2 separate regions of the Mus musculus genome follow, and region 2 is linked to region 1. A link is a contact called in public HiChIP or PLAC-seq data. All regions are on one chromosome and are shown on one strand. Each heading gives the region's core, a stretch centred on a gene start, on an enhancer-like site or on the middle of the called end of the contact. The rest is flanking DNA. Distances are from core to core; before and after follow the strand shown.

The links. HiChIP or PLAC-seq counts read pairs in DNA pulled down with a chosen protein or histone mark.
Region 2: a contact with region 1 is called in an H3K27ac HiChIP or PLAC-seq map of microglia, with 4 times the contacts expected there. The contact joins the promoter of Btbd17 here to the enhancer-like site in region 1. A contact is called at or near these places in 9 of 484 Hi-C or Micro-C datasets (B cells, Th1 cells, bone marrow-derived macrophages and 5 more), 3 of 115 datasets of contacts at active chromatin or transcription factors (embryonic stem cells and microglia) and 3 of 9 other capture datasets (adipose tissue, liver and pancreatic islet).

Annotation. Positions count from the first base shown.
Region 1 is chr11:114,690,842-114,697,390 of GRCm38.p6, forward strand. Ttyh2 (tweety family member 2) reads left to right here. Exons shown (of 14, transcript NM_053273.2): 4 at 5,748-5,968. Among named protein-coding and RNA genes, the nearest start is that of Ttyh2, 19 kb to the left of the region's middle. Within about 2 kb of position 3,785, at least 28 of the 459 cell types and tissues checked have an H3K27ac peak or open chromatin away from gene starts, as enhancers often do. A contact at or near this core is called in bone marrow-derived macrophages, liver and microglia, where this site is marked.
Region 2 is chr11:114,792,233-114,798,076 of GRCm38.p6, forward strand. Btbd17 (BTB (POZ) domain containing 17) reads right to left here and starts at 3,660. Exons shown (of 3, transcript NM_028055.4): 1 at 3,532-3,660; 2 at 1,618-1,894; 3 at 1-290. The coding sequence starts at 3,616.

The DNA of each region.
Region 1 (6,549 bases), core at 2,535-5,034:
CCTCTATTACTTCGAGGACGACCTGATGCTTATGTGCGTGTGTGCACCCCTATGCCTTGTATACGTTTGAACCTCAAGCTTTATACATACTAGGCAGTCGCTCTACCAGTTGAGCTATATCCTCAATCCTGAACATGGATTTTTTTTTTTAATGTTAGCTCTAAGTGCTTTGAATAGAGTTCTGATCCATATATCGAAAGGAGAGAACCTAGAGACCGAGCATGGTGGTAACAGGGTCTGCCAAAAAATAATTTTGTAAGTGATTTTAAAAAGTCTGTAGAAACAGTAGAAGAGCCCCTCAGCCCTGCCCCACCCCCACCCCACCCCCCCACACATACAGGGCTGGGAAGAAGCCTCATAAACCCAGCTGTGTGTCGGGACCGTGGGACCAGTGGCACTATCTCTGGGCTCATCTCTTCACCCCTGGCCCCTACCTGCCTGTCACCTTTGCAGAGTGCTAGCTAGTCTTTCCTGCTGATTTTTAAGGTGATCCCGTGACAGCTTCTGGTGCCTCCTGAGGACTCTGGTGGGGGAAGACCAGATGCATATTTCAGGGAAACGAGTCCTTGGGCATCTGACCCTCTCTGGACCAGGTCCCTCCAGAATAGCACAGGTCCCAGCAAAAGGCACATTTGATTTGCCAGCCCTAACTCGAGGAACTGGTGACCTGGCGTCCTCCCAAGGGAGGACTCAACATCATCTGACCCCCGCCCCCACCCCCCAACATGCTCCTTTGAGCTCCTCTGGGGATCTAATCCTTCCATCAGCTCCTGGGGGTGGGGCAGGGACAGGAACTCTCACCTAAAAAAAAAAAAAAAAAAAAAACACAGGCTGTGGTGCTTCAGATGTGCACTGCTCAGGATTTGTGGGAGCTGGTCCCTGGGAACTCTGTCCTGATGGGGGCCAAGTCCCCAAGGACACCTTCTGTTTATTTGGTATTACCCTGTCTCTCTGTCCCTAGCCACCATCGGCCTTGGAAGTGGGAGAAGCCCGCATGCTGGAAAGCCCCAAAGCTATGACCTTCACTGTTGGGAAAACTCTAGTCTTTATCTCTGGGGAGGAACTTGCTGGTATCTAGGAACCAGCTCTAGGCTCCCTGCCCTCCTGAGCCAGGTTTGAACACTTGGCTGTGTGACCTTACCCTCACCCTGTCCCTGGAGACAGCCCCTTACCATCTGGCTGTTGCTGCAACGTAAGATAATTGTCCTGGGGCTCCTTGGTGGGGCTGCCTGCTATGGTAGCATCTGCCCTTTTTATCTAAGAGGGTGGGGAAGGCCTCAAGATGGGTACCTGACAGTCTCTGGCCTGAGGCCTGCAGGAAGATGATAGATCCTTTATAGGGCCTTCCCCCCTCATCCAAGGGGTGGGGTCCAAATTGCAGGTAAATGGCTAAATGGCATCAGGTGAATTACCACCGGAGAAAGTGCCGGGTAAACTATAGAGTGCTCTCTCCCTCAGGAATTAAGATAATGGCGTCATTATAATAATTACTGCAATCACCATGAAGTGGAGGTGCTCAGGTTGTGGGAGGCTGTGGGTGGCAGAGTCAGGATGGAGACTCATCCAACAGCCCAGATCATAAAGCCAGGCCCTGATGGAGCCCAGATGTAGCAGCCATGGTCAACTAAGAGACCCTTCCAGGGCTGCCCCTAAACACAAAGACCAAGGACCCTCTGTATGCTCCTCTCTTGGCTAGAGACCCCCACCATCCTGAGCCCATAGTAGGCCTGTGGGAAACTGCTGGGTGGAGAAACTGAGGGAGGAAGAACACAAAGCCCAGTCCTTGGGTCCTTTTCCTCCCTACTACCTCCCTGAATCTGAGCCAGTGTTCCTCTTGACCCGGTCCACCCACACCCAGGACCTGGTGATCCCTCCCAGAGGTCAGAATCTCCCTGAGAGCTTGTTAGCCCCCGGGGCGCCAGGCCCGCCCTGCTGGGCTCCAGTTCATCTTCTGAGGCAAGCTGAAAATTTGCATTTGTAATGAGATCCTTAGCGATGCTGCTTGCCTGGGGACCGCAATTTGAAAGCTACACCCTTGTCCTTAAAGACCTTCCTTCTCTCTGGCCTGGGTGCCCACCTGGTGGAAGAGCTGAGCTGTTTCCTTCATCTTCAGCTCCCAAGAGAAAGCCACAGCCCATCTCCGGGGCATCACACCTGTCTTCTTGAAGGGCAAAGACTAGGACCCATGTGAGCAAGCACAGAGCTACAGGGAGGCCCTTGTTGTGATGTGCTCTAACACCTGTCTGTCTGTCTGTCTACCTAGCATGTATCTATCATCTCTTCCCATGAAACAATACCAGAAAGAAAAAAAAGAAAATGGACTTGACAGATGTTTTTTGTCTTGTGGCTTTGTTTCTCTTCTTTTTTTCTCTAGTTCAAGGTTCTACGATGTGACCCAGACTATCTTAGAACCTGATCCTCTAGCCTCAACCTCCTGAGCTTTCAGAATCCAGGCCTTGGACACCATGCCTGGCCTATTCTTCTCTAATTTTTGTTGTTTTGGTTTTTCAGCACAGGAAGGGTCTCTCTACGAGCTCTGGCTGTCCTGGAATTCTAAGTGTAGCGCATCCTGTGTTGTGTAGCCCAGGCTGTGTGTATAGCCCAGGCTGTGAGCCGCCACACCTGGCTATTCCTTACAATCTTAAATTCTCTGTGTTTTTTTCCTTGGGGTTTTGTTTGTTTGTGGGAGGCACTTATTTTCTTCATGTTTGTTTTTTGAGTCACAGATAGCTCAGGCTGGCTCCCAGTATAGCCAAGGGATGACCTTGAACTCTTGGTCCTGCTGCTGAGCGCTGGGACTACAGTGTTCAATACAATGCCCAATGTGTTGGATGCCTTGGCTCTAAGTCAGGACCTCGTGCCGGCTGGCCAAGCATTCTATCAAATGAGCTACATGCTCATTCTCGGCTCCTCTTTTCCTTTTGTTTTGTTGGTTTTCGTTTTTTGAGACATTTTTTTTTTTCTGTGTAGTCCTAGCTGTCCTATAACTCATTCTGCAGAGATTCACCTGCCTCTGCCTCCCAAAGCTGTGTGCCCCTCCACCTCCAGGAAAGGGAGGACTTTTATTTTTGTTTGTTTTGGTTTTTGGTTTTTTGGTTTGTTTTTTGGTTTTGTTTTGTTTTGTTTTGTTTTGTTTTTTTTGAGACAAGAGCTCATCTGTGGCCCAGTCTGGTCTTGACTTCAAGGTAATCCTCCTGCCTCAGCCTCCCAATTATTAGGATTCTACAGGCACGAGCCAGCAAGCCCAGTCATATCTGTCTCTGTCTTGGTGTCTCTGAATCTGTCACTACCTCCTAAGAACCCAACAAAAGCCAGAAAACGGAAGAGGTGCTGACACCCACGGAAACAGGGAGCCATGGTTTGTTCTAGAATCAGGAAGTCACCCTGTAGGGAAGGCATGAAAAGCCGCAAGATTGATGTGAAGTTCCCATGATTCCCCGAGCTCAGACCTCTCTCCTATGGGCTTCGTTGCTGTGCCCTCCTCCTCTGCCCCTCTGCAGGGATTTTTCTCTTGCAGGCTGGGGGAGCCAATGTTGTAGAAATTTTTAATCCCTATCCAGGGTTTCTACCCTGCCTTTGACCATTTAGTATCTGGATAAAAGACACCATCTTTATATTTACAATAACCCTTAATCAGCATAAGAGTTGGACAGATATCTACCCTCTATCCTATTAGAACCTACTTTCCAATTGATGACTTAATAACTGGGTTATTACTTACTATGTCTCATCTGGGCAGCTCTTCACTCCAATTGGCCCACCCTCAGGGCCTTGTTTTCATGACTCACCTAACCCATGGCTTCTGGCTCCGCCTCAAGCCAAGGCTGCTGGGGAAGGATTAACAAGGCATCCTGTCCTTCTTCCAGCGGTTTGTTTATAACAGTGTCAAAGCAGCAAAGCCAGACCCTGGTAGCATAGTCCTGTTAGTCCAGCTATTCCAGAGGCTGAGGCAGGGTGATCTCAGATTCAAGGTCTACCAGGACTACAGAGCCATTTCCAGGCTAGCCTGGGCAATTAGTAAGACCCTGACTGCAAACCAAATAAAACAGAAACAAAGCTGTTAGTCTCTCAACTGCCGACATGATGCAGGCTCCGTGTGGCCAGGTGAGAGTGACCTTTGTAGGTTAAGCTGCCCCTTGCCCCTTGTTTAGGAGCTGTCAAGGACACCCTCGGCCACTTCCTTTCATTTCTGTCTGCATAGACAGATGTTGTTTTGGTTCAAGCCAAGGACAGGTGCCTCTATACCCACCTAGCAGGACAGACATCATGCGGGGTGGAGGACATGAGCCCAAGATAAAACACTGGTTTCCTCCTGTCCCAGGGCCAGGCTGGGAGAAGAAGACATTTGTTCTCTGTTTTCAAGGCCCCCTTGTTCCGCATGGACTTGTGGTTGGGACACTACAAGCTGATTCTAGCTGGGAGACAAACCCCCTCTCTTGTAGGGTGCCTGGGACTAAAGCACGAGGCAGCAGCCTGGAGCTCTGAGTCTTTGATGTTGTGATCCCAAGGGATTCAAACCCTGGGGGAAATTTCAGGGAAGAAAAATGGATTCTTTCCGTTCCCTATCTGGAGTCCAGGTTGAGCCTTCCTCTCTGAAATTCAGGAGGCTCAAGGTGTTTGGGATTTCAGAGTTTGGAGCTTGGGGTTTATATTTGGAATTATTTGTGTTGTTTCCTGCTAGGTTGTTAAAAAAAGTTGGGTTTCCAGATAAGAGGAACTCAGGCTGCAGTAAGGCTTGGAGATCCAAAGCCGGATGAGAGCCAGAAGAGGGCCGAATGTGACTGGGCTGTGTGTGTCTGTGGGTCAGCTTTCCCACACTATAACAAACCCCCAAGAGCATCAAACTTATAAAGAAAAAAGGTTCCTACTCCTGAAACCCCAGCGCTTGGGAAATGGATACCCGAGAATCAAGAGCTCAAGGCCATTCCCAACTTCATAGCAAGTCTGAGTCCAGCCTGGGCTGCCCGTCTCAAAAATAAGACAGTTTTTAAAATGAAAGTGAGAGGGAAAGGGAAAGAAAAAGGCGTGTTTTGGTTCAACCTGAAAGGTTTCCGCTCATGCTGGTTGGTCTCATTGGTTTGGAGCCTTTGAATTGAGAGGCCACGGTGGGTGAACCCACAGGACAGGCAGGGCTGCTCAGTGCACTGTATACAGAAGCAAAGAAAGAAAGAATTCCAGTGTTAGCCCGGTGGGCAGGGCAGTGCCTGCCTTTAATCCCAGCACTCGGGAGGCAGAGGCAGGTGGATTTCTGAGTTCGAGGCCAGTCTGGTCTACAGAGTTAGTTCCAGGACAGCCAGGGCTACACAGAGAAACTCTGCCTCAAAAAAAAAAAAAAAAAAAAAAAAAAAAACCAAACCAAACCAAACAAAACCCTGTCCCAAAAAAACCAAGAAAGAAAGGAAGGAAAGAAAAAGAAAAGCCTTCTTTGAGGAAGAGCACTCCTCGATGACCTGAAGTCCTGGTACAGCCCTAGGTACCGCTTAAACATCCTACCATTTCCCAGGATTGCCAAGCTTGTGCCTATGCCTTTGACATGACTCTTTTGGGAACATTCTAGACCCACATGATGGCAGAAGGCGACAAGATCTCTATCCTTAGCCACTCCTCTGGGAGTCTCGTGAGTTCTTGGGTCTGTGTCGGTATGGACCATCCCTTCAAACCCAGCTGGCCAATTACCACTTCTTCCTCCTGAGACTTTCCAGGGCTATCCCAGGGCCAGGCTCCTAGCCTCTTCCTTACCTCCCCAGGTGTCTGCAAACACCCAGAGGATGAAGGTAGACCTAGAACAGCACCTGGCCCGGCTCAGCGAGATCATTGCTGCCCGGGGTGACTACATCCAGACCCTGAAGTTTATGCAACAGATGGCAGGCAATGTCGTCAGCCAGCTCTCGGGGCTGCCCGTGTGGAGGGAGGTCACCACGCAGCTGACCAAGCTGTCCCACCAGACTGCCTATGTGGAATACTACAGGTGAGGAACCGGGTGAGGCGTGTGGGGCTACAGATGCAGACCCATCCAACCCCCCACTCTCCAGCCTCACTGTGTAACCTCCTAGGACAGTGAGGGGCTGAGGGGCTCCACCTCACCTGTACCCCATCTACTGTGTACTTTCTTCGGTGCTATGACTAAATATCTCGGCACAGATTTAAGGAAGGAATAGGAGTTTATTCTGGCTTACGGTTTGAGAGCGTGGTCCATCCTGATGTAGCAGCAGGCTCATGAGGTCCCTGGTCCCATCGCATCTATAGTCAGAGAGTGAATGAGGAATGCTAGTGTCCAGCTTCCTCCTTCCTATCCGGTAGCTCTTCCCGCCTGGCTTAGTGTCCTAGTTAGTGTTTCTGTTTGCTTCCATGAAACACCATGACCAAATAGCAACTTGGGGATGAAAGGGTTTCTTTGGCTCACACTTCCACACCACTGTTCATCGTTGAAGGAAGTCAGGACAGGAACTCAAGAAGGGCAGGAAGCTGATGCAGAGGCCACGGAGGGGTGCTGCTTACTGGCTTGCTCCCCGTGACTTGTTTAGCTTGCTTTCTTACAGAACCTTGGAC
Region 2 (5,844 bases), core at 2,410-4,909, 100 kb after region 1:
GCAGGAGCTGCGCCAGCAACTCGGGGCTCACGGCTCCCCACTCCGCGCTCCCCGCCACGGCAGAAAGGTTCCAAGCCAGGAACTGCAGGCAGCTCTCGCGCAGAGCCTCATCCCCGGTGCTAACAGCGTAGTGGTACCAGCCCACAGCGGGGCCCACGCCTCCCGCCAGGTGTGCGCGCATGTAGTCGGCCACGCCTCGCTGCAAGGATGCTACTCGGTACTTGGTGGCCAGCCTGTGCAGCGGGATAGCCTGGGCCAGCAGTACAGTCAGCTCACCACAGTACAAATACCTGGAAGGGAATTGGAGAGGGGCCCGCTGAGAGGGCACAGCAGTTAAGAGCACTTGTCCAGAGCACCAGAGTTCGGGCTCCAGAGTCCACATTGGGTGCCTTGGAAACCATCTGTAACTCCAGCCTTCTTCTGGCTGGAGCAGGGTACCCATTTACATGTGGCATACACTCATACAGACACACATGCTAATAATATGATTTAAAAAATTAGAGATAGGAAGATCGGCGGGACTGAGTATTGTCAAGGCCACCCACACTACCCTTGCAAGTTTCCCCAGAACCCAAAGGGGACACAGCCATTTTTGTAAGAAACAAACAGGATGAATGGACCTTGAGGCTTCCTATGTTTTCTTCTTAAGTTCCCTCCTGGCCTGTTCAGACATCTTTAGCTTCTGGTGCTGTGAAAATCACATGTATTTACTAAGCATCTACTTCATAGCTAACTCTAAGCTCAAACCATAAGAGGCCGCCAGTAACCTTGGTATCCACACAGTCTGGATTTAGATGCCTATCTGACTTCCTCCTTGCTGCTAGAGAAGGCAAGTCCTTTAATTTAGGAATCCCAAGATGCCTAAGAAAGGGGAAGAGCCCACCTCCAGAATGTTGTCACTGTGAGAGGCTCAGAAAAAATCTCGTTACACAGCACACAGGCAACCCAGGCTACTTCCTGTTCCCTGTCGGCTTCTCTTTGCTTAGGCTTTTCAGCTGTCTGGATTCCCTCTCCCTCTCAGCCATTTTACTGTCCCTGGCTCTCTTACAGTGCTGCCCACCCCCTTGCCTCATTCTTCCTGACAGTCCCACTGGCACACAGCACCCCGCTTGGCTCTATGTGAAACCCTTCTGTTTTATCCCTCTTCCTGTTGCCTGGAACTTGGGGGTGTTGTCTGGAATCCTGCAGCCACCTTGTCTGAGCCCTTAGAGCGGGGTTACCTCCTTAGAGCATTTTACAGTCTTTCCCTATGCAAGAAGGAGAGAGGTGACCGAGCCTGTTGACCTTTCTGCTCCTTAGCCCTGTGGTTTCAAAGTCTTGTGGCCATTGAAGACACTTGGGACCAACTAAGAATCTGTTGATTCTATCAGTGCTCTTGGCTGGGTTTGGAAGTAGCTCAGAAGGGACTCCCAAAGGCCAGAAAGGGACACAGGCCACAACAGGGAGGGCATCGGAAGGAGGGATAAAGGAAGCCTGTGTTGTATGTCATGCTAGGACTTTTGAAAGTCGATATAATAACCAGTAAGGCCAGACTTCTGCGCCCCTGAAGGTGGAGAGACAGGGAGCCACGGACAGGATGCAGGACAGGATGCAGGACGGTGCCCTTCCCCTATGTACCTGATGAACTTGTCAAAGACAGCAGCACAGTCCCGGGACTCCCGCAGCATAACCTCACTCTGGTTGCTCAGCAGCTCCCGGAACAGCTCACTGTGCAGCCCCAGCAACAGGCGATGGGTGTGGAAGGCTCGGACCTCGTCGGTGCCCACAGCCTGGACCCGCAGGATGACATCACTGGCATTGCCCTGGCGCAGCAGGTCCTGCAGTCGCTGGAGCAGCATGTGGGAGTGGTTGATGGCGGTGCCTGCTGCCTCCCCACCCACATCGGCTCTCTGAGCTGCAGCAGGAAGGGACATGGCAGAGCCTGAGAGGGCACCCGGCCTGGTGCTTCCAGCTAAGACTGCAGAGGGACCTACTGGTGGCACGGTGGCACTGTGTGGGAGAAGGGTGGGGAGCCTACATGAGTGTCCACAAGCTAGCTCATGCTGAGTGAGCATGTTGGCCCCAGGCAGACTTGGGGTACGTTCTTAGCAGAATATGTTCGGGTCAGGCAGAAGTCGTGGACTAGTTAATGTTTCTGTGAACCTATTGATGTCCATGGCACTTGGTCCCCAGGGGGAGGGTGACAAAACCGGTCAGAGGTGGCACAGCCTTGGGTACTGAGAACTTACGTGGCTGCCATGTGGCATTGAATGAACCTAACCCAGTTCTCATACTCAGGAAAGCTCAAGGGGGCAGAACAGACACATAGTAAATACACACAGGAAAGGGTGGGGAGTTCAAGGCCAGCCTGGACTCCATAGCCAGTACTAGATCAAGTGTTAAGCACACACACACACACACACACACACACACACACACACACACACACACACAAATCAATTTTAAAAATAAATAAATGCACAAGTGAGCAGCCTGGAACCAGCCAGAGACAAAGGAATACAGCCAGCCCTAAAGACCTGGGCGGGAATGACCAGGTGGAGCTCAGGGCCAGGGACAGCAGGCATAGCGTTTCTTTCTGTCTTTGTTTGTTTGTTTGTTCTCTTTTTAGTTTTTTGAGATGGGGTCTCTTATAGTTCAGGCTAGCCTTGAATTCATGATTAGCTGAGGTTGGGCTTGAACTCTTGATCCTTCTCCCTCCTCCATCCTTTGTGCTGGGATTACAGGATTGCATCACCACTCCACAATGAGGAGCACTGCCCCGGCCCTACTCGGTGAGACAGTAAGGGACCCAATGAAGTAACTTGGGTGAACAGTGAAGGAATAGGATTCCAGGGGTAACAGTGTTGAAGCTAGCATCTCCCTTCCAGGGAGGCCTGTTTCTTGTGTTCTCAGGGCAGCTCTGGGGTCAGATAGGGACACATGCTGAGTTATAGAAAAGACACCCCCCTAGACTGAGCAGTGCAGTGAGCCTTGCAAACTGGGAAAAGCAGGCGGTTAATAGTCTGACAATTGCAGAAGGGCACCAGCAGGCAGCTCTTGTGTACACACACACACACACACACACACAGAGTGGGCACAGGGCCTATGTGTGGATCGTTGAAAGGAAGGCTCACAAGAGTGAGCATCTGTGTGTGGGAGAGGGAGACCCAGCAGGGGAGAGAGGGAGCAGCTGCTGGTGGTGAATTTCCCAGCCCCGCCTCCTAGCCCCGCCTCCCCAGCTGTCACTCCGAAAGACCTAAATGCTGATGGCGTTCTCTTGCAGCCTCTGCCTGGACCCAGCTGTCGGAGACAATGAACAATAGAGGGTCTTTTTGTCATTAAGACTCCTGCCTGCTGCCCAGCCTCTTTCCCTGGAAGGCTATGTGCCCCTTTCTCTCTGTCTTTGGAGAGGTCCAGTCTCTCCGTGTTCTCTGGGGCTGGCTGGCTGGCTCCACCTCCTGGCCAGCTCTATGTAGCTCCTAGCAGAAGTTCCTGCCCCCAACCCTTACCTTTTTCCTTACCAGGCACCTGATCCCCGTACTTTCCACTCACCTGCACGAGTGACCAGTCCCACCAAGGCCAGAATAGCCCAGAAGCTGCCCCAGGACCCAGGCTTGCAGGAACCTTTTCTAAGCATCTTTGTGCTCTGTCCCTAAGTCCACTGGAGGGACAGTCAAGTCCAGAGCACTCCGATCCCATCCCTCCTCCTTATATAGGATCCAGCAAGGGGACAGTACCCGCTTCCCTCCTAACCTCCCTCCCCCTACCAGTCTCTGCCATGGATTGGTTGAAGCTGGTCCCTGCTGTTGCCTAGGCAACTACTTAAGCCAGAGTGTGGCAGCCCCAGGGGCTATTGTGTTGGCCTGGGCCCCCAAGGGGAACAGATCCGGACACCCTCCTCCCCCACCTCTTCAGACAACCCAGCAAAGCTAGCTGTTCCTCTCCCGGGAAGTTTTAAGCTCTCTGAAGGGCAAGCAAAGGGCTTCAGGACCCCTGGCAGTCACCAACCCTTAGGGCCCCAGCCCCCAGGCCCAGCCTCCATCCTGGCACAGAGCATACTTGGCAGTGTCCTGGTGAGCTGGCTACAAAGGGAGAGCCTGGAAGAGGCAGGGAAGAGCTGGCTCAGGGCTCTATTCCTCCCCCACCCCCATTTTAGGGTGGGCCAGTCATCCAGAGGGGAGGATAAGGACCTTTAATAGGGGTATGGGGTAATGAGAATTATTCTCATGCCGTTTGTTTCAGAAAGTTCCCGTCATGCTCTGGGGAGGGTGACAGGCCTTTAGAAAAGCTACAGAGGGACCGACTATCTCACACCAGGGACACTGTACTATGGCCCTTGCTCTAGGAACACAGCCTGTTTCTCTACCAAGACAGCCCAAGTCTTTAGTTCAAGCCTATGCATGGCCCATCATTTCAAGGTTCCCCTCCCTGGAAGGTGCCTTCCACCAGCTTCTACCTAAATTCCAGCCTTTCCCTTCCCAAAGTTCCAAGAAGGCGTGTAACAAACCTAGCACCATAGTCCATGTGTAGGGAAATTGAGGCAGGGAGCTAGATTGCAGTCTCAGCTAGATAGTACAGAGAACTGTCCTAAAACAAAGGCAATGGAGAAGGGGAGGGTGGGCTGTGGAGTCCTGTATATGTGTGTTCATGTCTGTGTGGGTGATGCATATGTCTGTGTGTACATGTGTTTATATGCATGTGTCTTTGCATTTGTGTGTATGTGTGCATGTGTGTATACACGTGTGTACGTGTGTATGTGTACACACGTAGGGGGCATTGTGGTGCATATGTGTGTGTGTGTGTGTGTGTGTGTATGCATGTGTGTGTTGAGACCTCACCTTTACATAGAATCAACAGGAATTTTTTCCCACTTCCTTACGAGAGGGACCCCCTTAAGGCTGAAACATGGAAGTCAGAGGATCCTGGGAAATCTGGGTTTCTCAGAGGCCAGACCCTGCTCTGGAGATGGGCTGGAACTTCTTGCCCTGGCTCTTTGGATCCCAGGAGCTAGCTTCATGCATTGAGTTCCATCTCTTTCCGGTGCAAAGACCCAACAGCGTCACCTCCTCCTGGAGCCACAGAGAAAGCAAAAACTGGGTCTGGCACCAATGTTGTCTGGGTTGGCAGAATCAGCTGTCCGGCTTAGCAGAAACGCCTCCCAGCTGACTGAACTCTCACGCCTGCTCTTCCTTGTTCAGAGGCACCATGGTCCCTCCAGTGGCTGTCCGTCTACCCGTCCCTTAAACTGTACAACACCTAGGTTCAATTGAGGCAGACAGAGCCTATGTGGGACAGGGCTGTCCAGCCAATGAGGCAGTGTCACTCCCAGGCACAATGCCCATCAACAGGAATGATTGTTGCTCAGTAAGCGTGCGTCAGCCCCGTTCTTGGAGACCCCCATTAGACTCTCTTGATGCCTGGTCTACCTGCACTGGCATCTCCCATGTTCCTCTAAGGACCTAGAATTCCCAAGGGCAGGACTGAACATTCTGTTTCCTAAGCAAACCAACAGATTGTTATAGATACTCAGAATTATGATCTATGATTGACATTTCAAGTGTGATGGACCAGGAGGTCCCAGGCTACCAAGAAGACCTCCCACTCCCCATCTCTGACAGACTCTTCCCATGATTCCAACTTCCCTCATCCCTGCCTCTCTTCTAATGATTTAAAAACTGACTTGCTGAATAAAGTTCCCATTGCTACAGTGTGTGCAAGCGTGTGCTATATGTGTGCATGTGTGTGCTATATATTTATACATATCTGTGGTAGGGGGTGTCTTGAGACCGGATATGTACAGAAGAGTGCTCTCAGCCTGCACAGTCTTCAAGGTGACACAAGGACAATACCACATTTTATTCCCTG